2 separate regions of the Zea mays genome follow, and region 2 is linked to region 1. A link is a contact called in public Hi-C data. All regions are on one chromosome and are shown on one strand. The core of a region is the stretch at or near the end of the contact, and the rest is flanking DNA. Distances in the headings are between cores, read along the strand shown.

Region 1 (5,024 bases), core at 1,861-4,360:
GCACACCGTGGACTCCGCGCCCATGACACATGTCGAGGCCGCGACCACCCAACCCCCGGCCATTTCTAGTGGTCCGCACCCCCACTCACTCTCCCCCTCCCTCACTCGCGCACCCGCAGAGCTCCCGCACTCACCTCGCACCGCGCACGCTAGAGACGCACCACCGCCGTCCGCCGTGGTTGTGCACCTGTTCTGTCATTGTCGTTCAGCCCTTGCCATGTTCGTTGCCTCTGTGAGCTTCGCCTCAACGTCTGCGACCCGGGACACCACTCAGTTCACCCCCTCCCCCTCTGTTTCTCTCTGCCCGCGCTCCCCGGACTTTCCTCCACACAGCCGCAGCACCGCCGCTGTCGACCCGAGCCCTCACCGTGTCTCTTTCGCTATTCAAGGGACCCATAGTCTTCCCTCAAGGTAACCAACCTTCCCCACCCCTTATTTCCCCTTTCCCCGCTCTTGACTGCGCACAATTGCTCGTCGGAGTAAAGTCACGCTGCCACCGTGGACGGTTGCCTTCTGGTGCCTCTACGTTGTTGTCGTGCCCACGCCCGTGTTCACCACATTCCCCTGAAACTCCCTGAGCCCTTCCCGGCGCCCAGGGCCCTCAACACGCCCAGACCCTTGTCTCCGGTGGGCCTCTACCGTGGGCGTGAGTGACGCCATCGCTGGCAGCCAGGGAGTCTGGACCGAGCTGGCCATTAGATTCTATGCGTCCATTTGAGATTGGATGGCTCGGATTTAAATAGATCAAACCCAATCCTGACCGCCCGCTTAAGATCCGACCGCTCAGATTCCCCCTCACCCGTGCCCCTACCGCTGGGCCCGGCCTGTCAACCCCGCTGACCCTGGGCCACTGCCCGCCTTGGCCCACCTTGGTCCACCTGTCAGTGTGAGCTCGCGTCGTTTGCATGCTCGCCCGCGAGGTCTGATCTCAACCATCGATCTGAGATCGGATGGCCAAGAGAGCCCTATACCCAAGTGTGTTGAATGAATGATTGCTTTGCGTAGACAACGTGCAGTCCATGGTTCCCGAGTGTATTGTAGGAGACTTCCCTGAGCAGCAACCTGGTGAAGGCAACTGTCCTCTAACCCATTATGTCCTACTTATTTTATAATTCATTATCCCTCATACTATGATCAACCTAAGAATTGACTAGTGTTCTATTTTTCCTGTCCTTGGTTATCCTTTGGGAAGTGGTTACTATGATTAGTATCATGCTATTGCTTTACTTTAATCAATGAACATGATGATAATATTTATGATACGATGATGTTATTCTAGATATTATGATGAACTTGTGATACGTTAGGGGACTCGGGCTGTTTCCCGAGTACCTCTCCGTAAGGACCTGTTCATTGGATGACCACTTGGGAAAATAGTACAACCATGAGGGTGGTATAGGACACCCTTAGTTGATTAATTATAGGAACTTGAGGTGTAGTCAACTTCGTCGTCGTGCCATCAATGGGGTCCGAGCACAGTACTTGATCTACGAGGCTAGGTGCCGAGGTTCTTTCGTGTTTCTTTTGTTAGTCACCTTTCCTATGGGGAGAGGTATTGTGTTTATCAAACTGGAGAAACCAAACGGGCGACTATGACCTCTGGGAATCTTTGTAAAGGCTACATAGTGATACCCTGCCAGACCACCTAGGTAGTGGTCAATGGGGAGTAGCGCTCCTCGGGTAGAAAGGGAATCATAGCTCATGGGTAAAGTGTGTAACCTCTGTAGAGTGTTAGAAACTGGTATATCTGTAGTGCTCACAGATATGAGTAGCCTTAGGTGCTCCTTTGATTAGAGTTACTCTGGATATCTTTATGATGATGCTTAATGATGATGTTTATAACAATGGTGGTTTCTGGTATTTCCTCATGGAGGGAGTACTGTTTGGGTAATAACTTGGGGTTATTGCTAAAACTTGGCTCTCTACTAGTAATAAATACCTGACCAACTAAAAGAAACTGCTTTAAGCTTAACCCACATACAATTAGTCCACTTTAGCCAAACGGAACATTTGCTGAGTACGTTGATGTGTACTTATCCTTGCTTTAAAACACCAAACCCTAGGTTTTCCCAATTGCAATCAGTGCTCAGAAGAAGATGAAAGCAACATGGAGGAATTTTAGGAGTTTCAGGACTTCGATGAGTTCTAGATTAGATTAGTGGCAAACCCCTAGTCAGCTGCCTGTGAAGGCCTTATCGTACTGTGTATCATTCAGCACTTTGATTATGACTTAAGTTAATGACTTTGTGGATGTTTTGGACATCGTGATGTAATAAAGTACTTATTTCCGCTATTACTTTGAACAATGTGTGATGATGTCCAATTATGTAATCGATGTGTACGTGAATTTATGATCCTGGCACGTGCGTACATAGTTCGCATTCGGTTCACCTTCCAAAATCGGGTGTGACAGTTACCAGCTAAACTGGGAAAAAATAATATACAAACTTTGGGTAAAGAACCAATTGAAAACTAGAAGTTAAATTTTCGTAAAGAACCAATTGAAAACTTTTGCATCCCTTTCTTACTAATCTCGAGGACGATATTATTTTTAAGGGGGTAGAATTTGTAGCACTCTAAAACCCTCCTTGTGATTTAAGAACATTTTTCCAAAGATTGTTGAATTAAAATATCTTTTAATAAGAATCTTGTTAACTTTGGAGTTACTTCTCCCAAAGTAATTGTCTATTCTAATAAACTATTACATCAAATGAATTAAGTTATCCCTTTAATAAAACTATACAAGTCTTCACTAAAGGATTTAAACTTATTTTTATAAAGGTTATACATTATGTTTTATTCCTAGGTTCATGAGTTATGCACCTAAAGGCAATGCTTAATAAATTAAATAAAAATATATGTATTCATGCATCTCATGCTAGACTTTGGGTGTTGCATATAATTTGAAACTTTGTATTCAATTCATATTTAAATTGGATTCCAGAAAACATAAGAAAAACTGGAAATAGGAAAAGAAAAGGGAAAAAAGCAAGAATGACGTTTGGGCCAAATCCTCCCTCATCCGGGCCGAAGCTCACCCTAACCCAACTCACCATTTCGCATGTGTGCCAAGCACCTGGCGCTGCCAGGCCGGCCCGCACACGTAGGGGCTCATCAAGCGCCTGGGTTACGTAGCGTTGCTACCCTGTCTCGCCAACGTGTGGGACTAGTGTGTCAGCGTCACCGTATCGCCTCCCTCCATGCAATTTCGTCCGCTGTTCTTATCACCGGCCGGATCAGAAATCCGATCATAACAAACTCGCGGGGTTGTTGGGATTTGGCATCACTGGTGTATAAAAGCGAGCCCCGACGACCCTCCCTAATAAATACCTTAGCCGAGAAAATTGAGAAAATGAGAGAACGCCATTGCCGAGAACTCATAGCAGGAAGCGATGAGCCACCGTCGCTTACACGGGCAACCACCGCTAGATCGTTTCCGTAGGGGAGCCTTAGAGTTTTCTTGGGTTGCGGGGAAGATGTACGTGGCAATATCTGGCGCCAACCCGACTTGGAGTGTCCAAAATCGCTCACCAGTGCACGCCTCCGTCGTAGGGTCGTGTCATGCCGTCATCAGGAGCCTCCGCGCTATCACACCCGGATGTAAGGGGTAAACTCGGATACGTCTCATATATGCGCCAAATAAGATCAACACATATAATGACTCATTGTATAAAGATAAATGTCACAATCTTTATTACATAACGAAATGTCTTAGGAAATAAATGATAATAAATAGAACGATCTAATAACATTATTGTTCCTTGGTGCCAACAAGCTGACTGAGAGACGACACCTAGACCTCGTCGAACTCCTCGTAGTAGTCTTCCTCCAGAACCACGTGCTCTTCACTTGTGGGGGGAGTTTTATCGCAAGAGTGAGCTCACAAAAGTTCATCGTTCAACAACTGTGGGGAATAATGTGCATGAGCTCCCTTACGGTGGGGGTCATGTATAATGTCAGGCTAATCAACAAATAATGGTTAAGGCAAAGCATTGCTTTTAATAAGTTGGTCAAATTCTAATAGCAGTTAATAAGTATAACTAAATACCATCCTAAATAAATACGAGATCAAATTAATAATAAAACCCACAATGCGATGCAAATGACCAATTAAGTTAATTCCATAAGTTACTCATGTGAGGGTCCGAGTCGCTCATGACCGTGAGCACGGCTGATATACCAGTTTTACACTCTGCAGAGGTTGCACATCTTTACCCACAAGACGTGTTCCCTTTGTCACCTCGGGTTGATCAAACCGTTAAACACTGCCAAGGTGAGTAGGTGATGGTACACTACGAGGCCTTTACAAAGTTCCACTAGAGGAGAGAACCGCTACGGTTTCCCGGCCGAAAGCGGTATAGGAATCCCTCGTCCGAAAAGCTAAACAGAGAGTCTGATCCAAGATCCTCCCTACACCTGCATCCTCAACCCCGCTTGTCCCTTTCAAGAAAAGGTTAACTCACACTAGCTTTCCTGATTAATCAGCCAAGGGCGTCTCATTCCACCCTTCTGGTAGCACTGTTTTCATAATAATCTTATCATGAACAGTAAATAATTCAAAGACAATAAATAGCATGATCATGAATAATATGTATTTTAACACCTAAAACCACATAGAGCAATCGCAAATACTACCCAAAAAGTTCAGTGGTGAGCAAGTTGTAAAGTTGACCAAACTAGGGTAACCTATGGGGTCCCATCAAAATTAATCCTGAGCATGCCATAGTAATTAATTGGAACATTATTGGGTAAAGAAGAGTGATCAAGGGCACAACTTTCCTTCAATGAGCTCCTGCTCAATATTTTCCACCTGCTGAGTTCCTGGTTCCTCGGTCACTTGCTCGTATACTCGCAACAATACATACAAACATGGTATTGGCAAAATTAACATCACACCAAACATGAGAACAAACTGCATAATAATGTTCTACGCGTTGCTACAAGATTGAAGGTTCGAGAATGGCTAAAATCAGAGTTATAATGAATGTGATATGAGTTTTCGAAGTTTTATGTGCTTGGATAAG
Region 2 (5,293 bases), core at 543-3,042, 280 kb after region 1:
GTGTTCTTCGTTCTCTCACCATTCCGTGGAAGATTTGTTTATATCTTTTTGGTGTGTGGATTTTGACAAGTGCCCTTCTCAGATCTACTACTTTGAACCCTGTGGATCATCTAGAACATCTCATTTCCGAAGTTAACTGGGTGAATTTCGAGATCAATTCATTTTTATATCTCATTCTTTAGTTGAGCTCGTGCAAATCGACTGAACCAGTTTTGACATCGACTGAACTGCTTTTACCCAGTTCATTTCTATTTTATGGTTGAAAAAGTTTTCGCTTGCCTAGTCACCCCCATCTAGGCAACTTTCACTTTCGATGATAGCACGCATGCTCACAAAATATCTTTGAGGAATTGATTTAGCCTTTTGGTCTGTCCTGAAGTCTGAGGGTGGTACGCTGCAATATGCAATAGCTTAGTCTCTAAACCTTTTTGTAAATGTTCTCAGAAATGAGTTGTGAATTGTGATCCTCGATCTGACACAATAGTTTTGGGTACTCCATGCAAACTAACAATCTCTGCAATATATAGATCAGCATACTTGGGTGGTCGGTAGGTGGTTTTGACTGGTAAGAAATGAGCAGATTTGGTGAGTTTGTCTACAATCACCCAAATTGAATCATTGCCTCTCGAGGTACTGGGAAGTCCTGTAATGAAATCCATGTTTATTTCTTCTCATTTCCACTCTAAAACAAATAAAGGTTGCAATAATCCTACTGGTTTCATGTGAATAGCCTTGACTATGCAATAATTGTCGCATCTTGAAACATATGCGACAATCTCTTTCTTCATTTAGGTCCACCAAATTCGTGACTTCAAATCATGGCACATTTTGCTGCTTTTCGGATGGATCGATAGTTTGGAGAGATGAGCTTCATCTAAGAACTTGTTTTTGAGCTCTTGGAACTTTGGTATGACAAGGCGATCATCGAACCTTAGTACACCTTGCTCCTCAAGTTTGAAGTGGTTGTTGGGTTCCCTATTCATCTTTTCCTTGATGTGAAATATGCCTTTATATGCCTCTTGTCCCCGGATGATTTGATCTTCAAGAGAACAACGAACTTGAATATTGAATAATATTGTTGGATATATTTGGTTAAATCCATTTTCAAGTAGGGGTTGAAGAATATGGCAATGTGATTTCTGGCTCAAGGCATCAGCTACGACGTTGGCCTTTCCCAGGTGATAGTGCACTTGTAGATTGTAATCCTTGATTACGTCTCACCATCTACGTTACCTCATATTCAACTTAGGTTGCGTGAAGATGTATTTTAGTCTTCTATGTTGCACACATTTCCAAGCAAATAATATAACATCTCAAATCGATCAAGTAAAAGCAATTGAACTTTAGTCGCTAAGTCCATTAGAGAGGAAAAGTTATTTTCTGAAATAACAGAAATAATAACATAAAAGATAATTAACCATTTGAGTAAAATCAATTTAAATTAAGTAGGTGTTACATTTATTTTTGGAGCATGACTTTTTGGTTGCTAATGAATTGCAACAGTTTTGTTTTCCTTATCCATTTTCATGGAGCTAATTTATTTACATGAAAAAGGGATTACTCTAAAATTATTCATTTTTAAACTTGTGAGTTTTTTTATGAATTGAATTCTTTATATTTTCTAAATTTTTGAATATATATACACACTTATTCTAGAAAACAAACTGCGCGTCCGACCAAGCAGACCAATCGGCCCAAGCCAGTTTCCCTTCCCTCATATTCTCTTGCACGTAGGCCCACTCTCCTTTCTTCCACTTACTAGCGGGCCCCACAGAAAGTTCATCTTTTTTTGCCTGTCTGTTCGCTCGGCCTCTCCCTCGCGAATCGCAGGCGCCACCGGACCGCCCCTACTCTAGCCGTCTTTACCTCGCGCCGCGCTAAGTCCATGCTTGGTCCTCCCGTCCATGCCCATCCATGCTTGCTCCTCCCGTCCATGCCCAGCCATCATTCTCCTTCCTACACCTCCCTAGGGATGAAAACGGTCGGTAAACACTAAAACCATTACCGTTTTCATATTTTTTATCGGAAACAAAATCAAAAACGGTAACTCCGAAAAACGGAAACGATATCGGTATTTCGGAAACATCGGAAACGAAAGTCCGCTGCGGAAAATACACTGGTAACGGTCAAAATCTAAAATACGATCGGTAAACATATCAAACTTCACAATACAACAAAGTTGACAAAAAATCACACAGACCACAAGTTCACAATTCATGATATAACAAGTTCACAATATAACAAGTTCACAAGTATCATAAATTTATAATATAAAAGGTTTACAAAGATCATAAGTTCACAATATAACAAGTTCACAGTATAACAAGTTCATAAAGATCACAAGTTCACAGACTCAAAGTTCACAATATTCACTCGATTTAGCTGACATGACATGCTTACTCATGAAATATTTTTTCTTCACATAAAGAGTTTTTTCATAGCCTCACAGGAAAACCCTAAAATCTAGTGTGTGAAAAAGACAGATTGTCGGCTATCTATCATTATATATTACTAATACATAACATGTGCATAGAAAATAGTGTATTCGTTCGAGAGACCAAATCGTTAATTTCAACTGCCTTCCAACACCATCTATCCCCAAAAAAATCTTAAAGCGTCCAAAAAATACAAAAATAAGTAATCCTTATCCAGAGACGTACAGGCGATGCGAAAAAATCACATGCTGGAAAATTCCGAAAAACAAATTCCGAGACAGAATTCCAGAAAATTCCGAGAAACAAATCTGGTAATTTTCGACAAAAACCGGTAACCGAAGGAAACGGTCGGTAAAACACCACGTCGATTCTGATAGAAAATTCCGAAAACCGATTCCGTTTTCGAAAATACCATTACCGGTGAATCTGATCGAAAAATTTCGAAATCGGTTTCCGGAATTCCGAAAAATTCCGAAACCGTTTTCATCCCTACACCTCCCAATGCGCCTGCTATCACACCGTGTCGCATGTCGTGTTAGGATTTATGGGCTAGGCCCAATTGAGAAATACAATTAAATCTCAGGAAAATCTCAAAAGCTCATATATGTGTATGGCTAGGGAATAGTGGAACCAATAGTACCATATTGCTAGTCCAAGTGAAGTGGAACTAGTTTAAATATGAAGGCCACACTCACTCACCAATTCATGGATGAGAGGAGAGAGTGTGGAGAGCCACACGCACGCGCGCTCGCTCGCCTCGCCAGGCCGGGCCGGTCCGAAGGGCGCACGACATACTTGCGGGGGCACGGCTCCCTTTTGCCGTTTTAATTTTTTGGTTGCTTGGCTGTTAAGTTCAGAATCCTAACCGATCGCTATAAAATCTAAATTGAATGCGAGATTTTCGCGGGCAGATCAGATCGCATATAGCTATATGTCCGCGGACTCGGCCATATAAAAGGCGCCTGGCAGGCAGCATCCAAATCATCCCAGTTTTCGCTTTTTCCTCTCTTCACAACTGTGCCGCCTTCAGTTCTCTTCATCCCGACCGCTGACGTGCATCTGCGATCGGGAGAGCAGGTCTCTGGAACCCTTCGCCTTTAACATCCTGCACCGGGAGAGGGCGAATAAGGTTTTTTGGGAAGCGTCCTCACGCGACTGCTCGCTGATTCCGCTGATCATCAACCCCGCTGCTTCGACGTCGTCGACCCTGCTGATTCCGGCACGCGCCATCTATCAGTATGTCTGATCAGTATGCATCATCTGATTTGACTTTTTACTTCAGTTCTTCTGATTTGGTCATGATTTATATTTGGAATTTAATCTGGAAATTGTCTAATTATTCAACAATCCAAAAACCTTATTGTAGACAATTTCCTAGTTTTTCTATGGCTGCTTTTGCCGACACGCTGAAGCTAGAAAAGTTCAATGGTATGCACTTTAAGAGGTGGCAAGTCAAGGCCACGCTCTGGCTTACTGCTATGAATGTGTTCCATGTTAGTAAAGGCAAACCTGAGGGCGCACTGACTCCTGATCAGAAGAAAGAGTACGACCATGCCAATACTATCTTTACGGGAGCAGTTCTTAGCGCCCTTGTTGACCGTCTGGTTGATGCGAATATTTAGCACACAGACGGGAAAGAGTTGTGGGATGCACTTACTACTAAGTATGGTGCATCAGATGCTGGCAGTGACGTGTATATCATGGAGAGCTTTCATGATTATAAGTTGGCTGATAATTGCTCTATTGTACAGCAAGCTCATGAAATACAATGTATAGCCAAGGAGCTCGACCACCTTAAGATTGTCCTTCCTGACCGATTTGTGGCTGGATGCATTATTGCAAAGTTTCCTTCTACATGGAGGAACTTCGCCACATCTCTAAAACATAAGAGACAAGAGATATCAGTTGAAAATCTGATAGCGTCTCTGGATGTTGAGGAGAAAGCTCGGGCTAAGGACACGGGATCTAAAGGAGGCGAGGGCCACTCCAGCGCATACATGGTTTAGAAGAACCACAACAAGGGTAAAGGGAAGACAAAATTGTAAAGCCCAAAATTGGTAGGAGAGAAAAAAAATAATGATGATGAAATAAGTATAATAAATTAATTAGTTAAACAAATTATATTTTGCATTCATGCTGGAGTACTTTTGTTTGTGCATTTGTTTTCGAAGATGAAACTCAGACCTGAATTCAAATTATAATTTGGATATTTGAGATAGAAAACAAAATAAAAAAATAAAAATAAATAGAAAATGGAAAATGGAAAAAAGGAGGAAATGAGAAGTCGTCACGTGCTTTCACCAGCAACCCAATCTCCTTTCTACCATGCAGCCCACGTCCCCTTGCCTCAGGCATTTTTTTTCCTTTTGTTTATTCCCTGGCCGGAATCCACGCCATCCCAACATCATGGTGACGCGGGCACAAAATAGAAGCTCGGTCGTCGTTCACGGTGAGCCGTTGTGCATGAGCACGGCTCATTTGTCCTCTTCGCAGCTAAAACAGAATGGAGCAACAGCCGCACGCCGCGTTCGTCGCTGGTAGGTGGGACCCGTTCGGTTCGGAATCTGCAGCAATAAAGAGAGCCGAGATCTCCTCTGGCCGGATGCTGCGGCTGCAACGGCGCGGCTGAAAGACTCCATTGATACCTGAGCTCTCGGCCAACAAACTTTGCAACAAACTCCACAACGGACTCCTCGATTCAACCCTCTAACCGACCGGCCGAGATCCTCGCTGCCTGCCTATTTAAGCACCAGTCGCGGCGTTGCCTGGCTCCATCTTCAGCCGACCAAGATTGTCGTCAGACTTGGTGTGTTAGCCTGCTCGCCAGTGGTCGTCTCTGCGTGGGTGATGGATTGGCT

The links. A called contact is a pair of places that touch in the nucleus more often than the background predicts.
Region 2: a Hi-C map of ear shows a contact between it and region 1, with 1.9 times the contacts expected there. The contact joins two enhancer-like sites. A contact is called at or near these places in 2 of 25 Hi-C or Micro-C datasets (ear and tassel).

The regions. Positions count from the first base shown.
Region 1 is chr9:91,243,066-91,248,089 of Zm-B73-REFERENCE-NAM-5.0, forward strand. No RefSeq gene overlaps it. Among protein-coding and RNA genes, the nearest start is that of LOC100501776, 99 kb to the right of the region's middle. Within about 2 kb of position 3,111, at least 16 of the 20 cell types and tissues checked have an H3K27ac peak or open chromatin away from gene starts, as enhancers often do. A contact at or near this core is called in ear and tassel, where this site is marked.
Region 2 is chr9:91,520,224-91,525,516 of Zm-B73-REFERENCE-NAM-5.0, forward strand. No RefSeq gene overlaps it. Among protein-coding and RNA genes, the nearest start is that of LOC111590264, 84 kb to the right of the region's middle. Within about 2 kb of position 1,793, at least 15 of the 20 cell types and tissues checked have an H3K27ac peak or open chromatin away from gene starts, as enhancers often do. A contact at or near this core is called in ear and tassel, where this site is marked.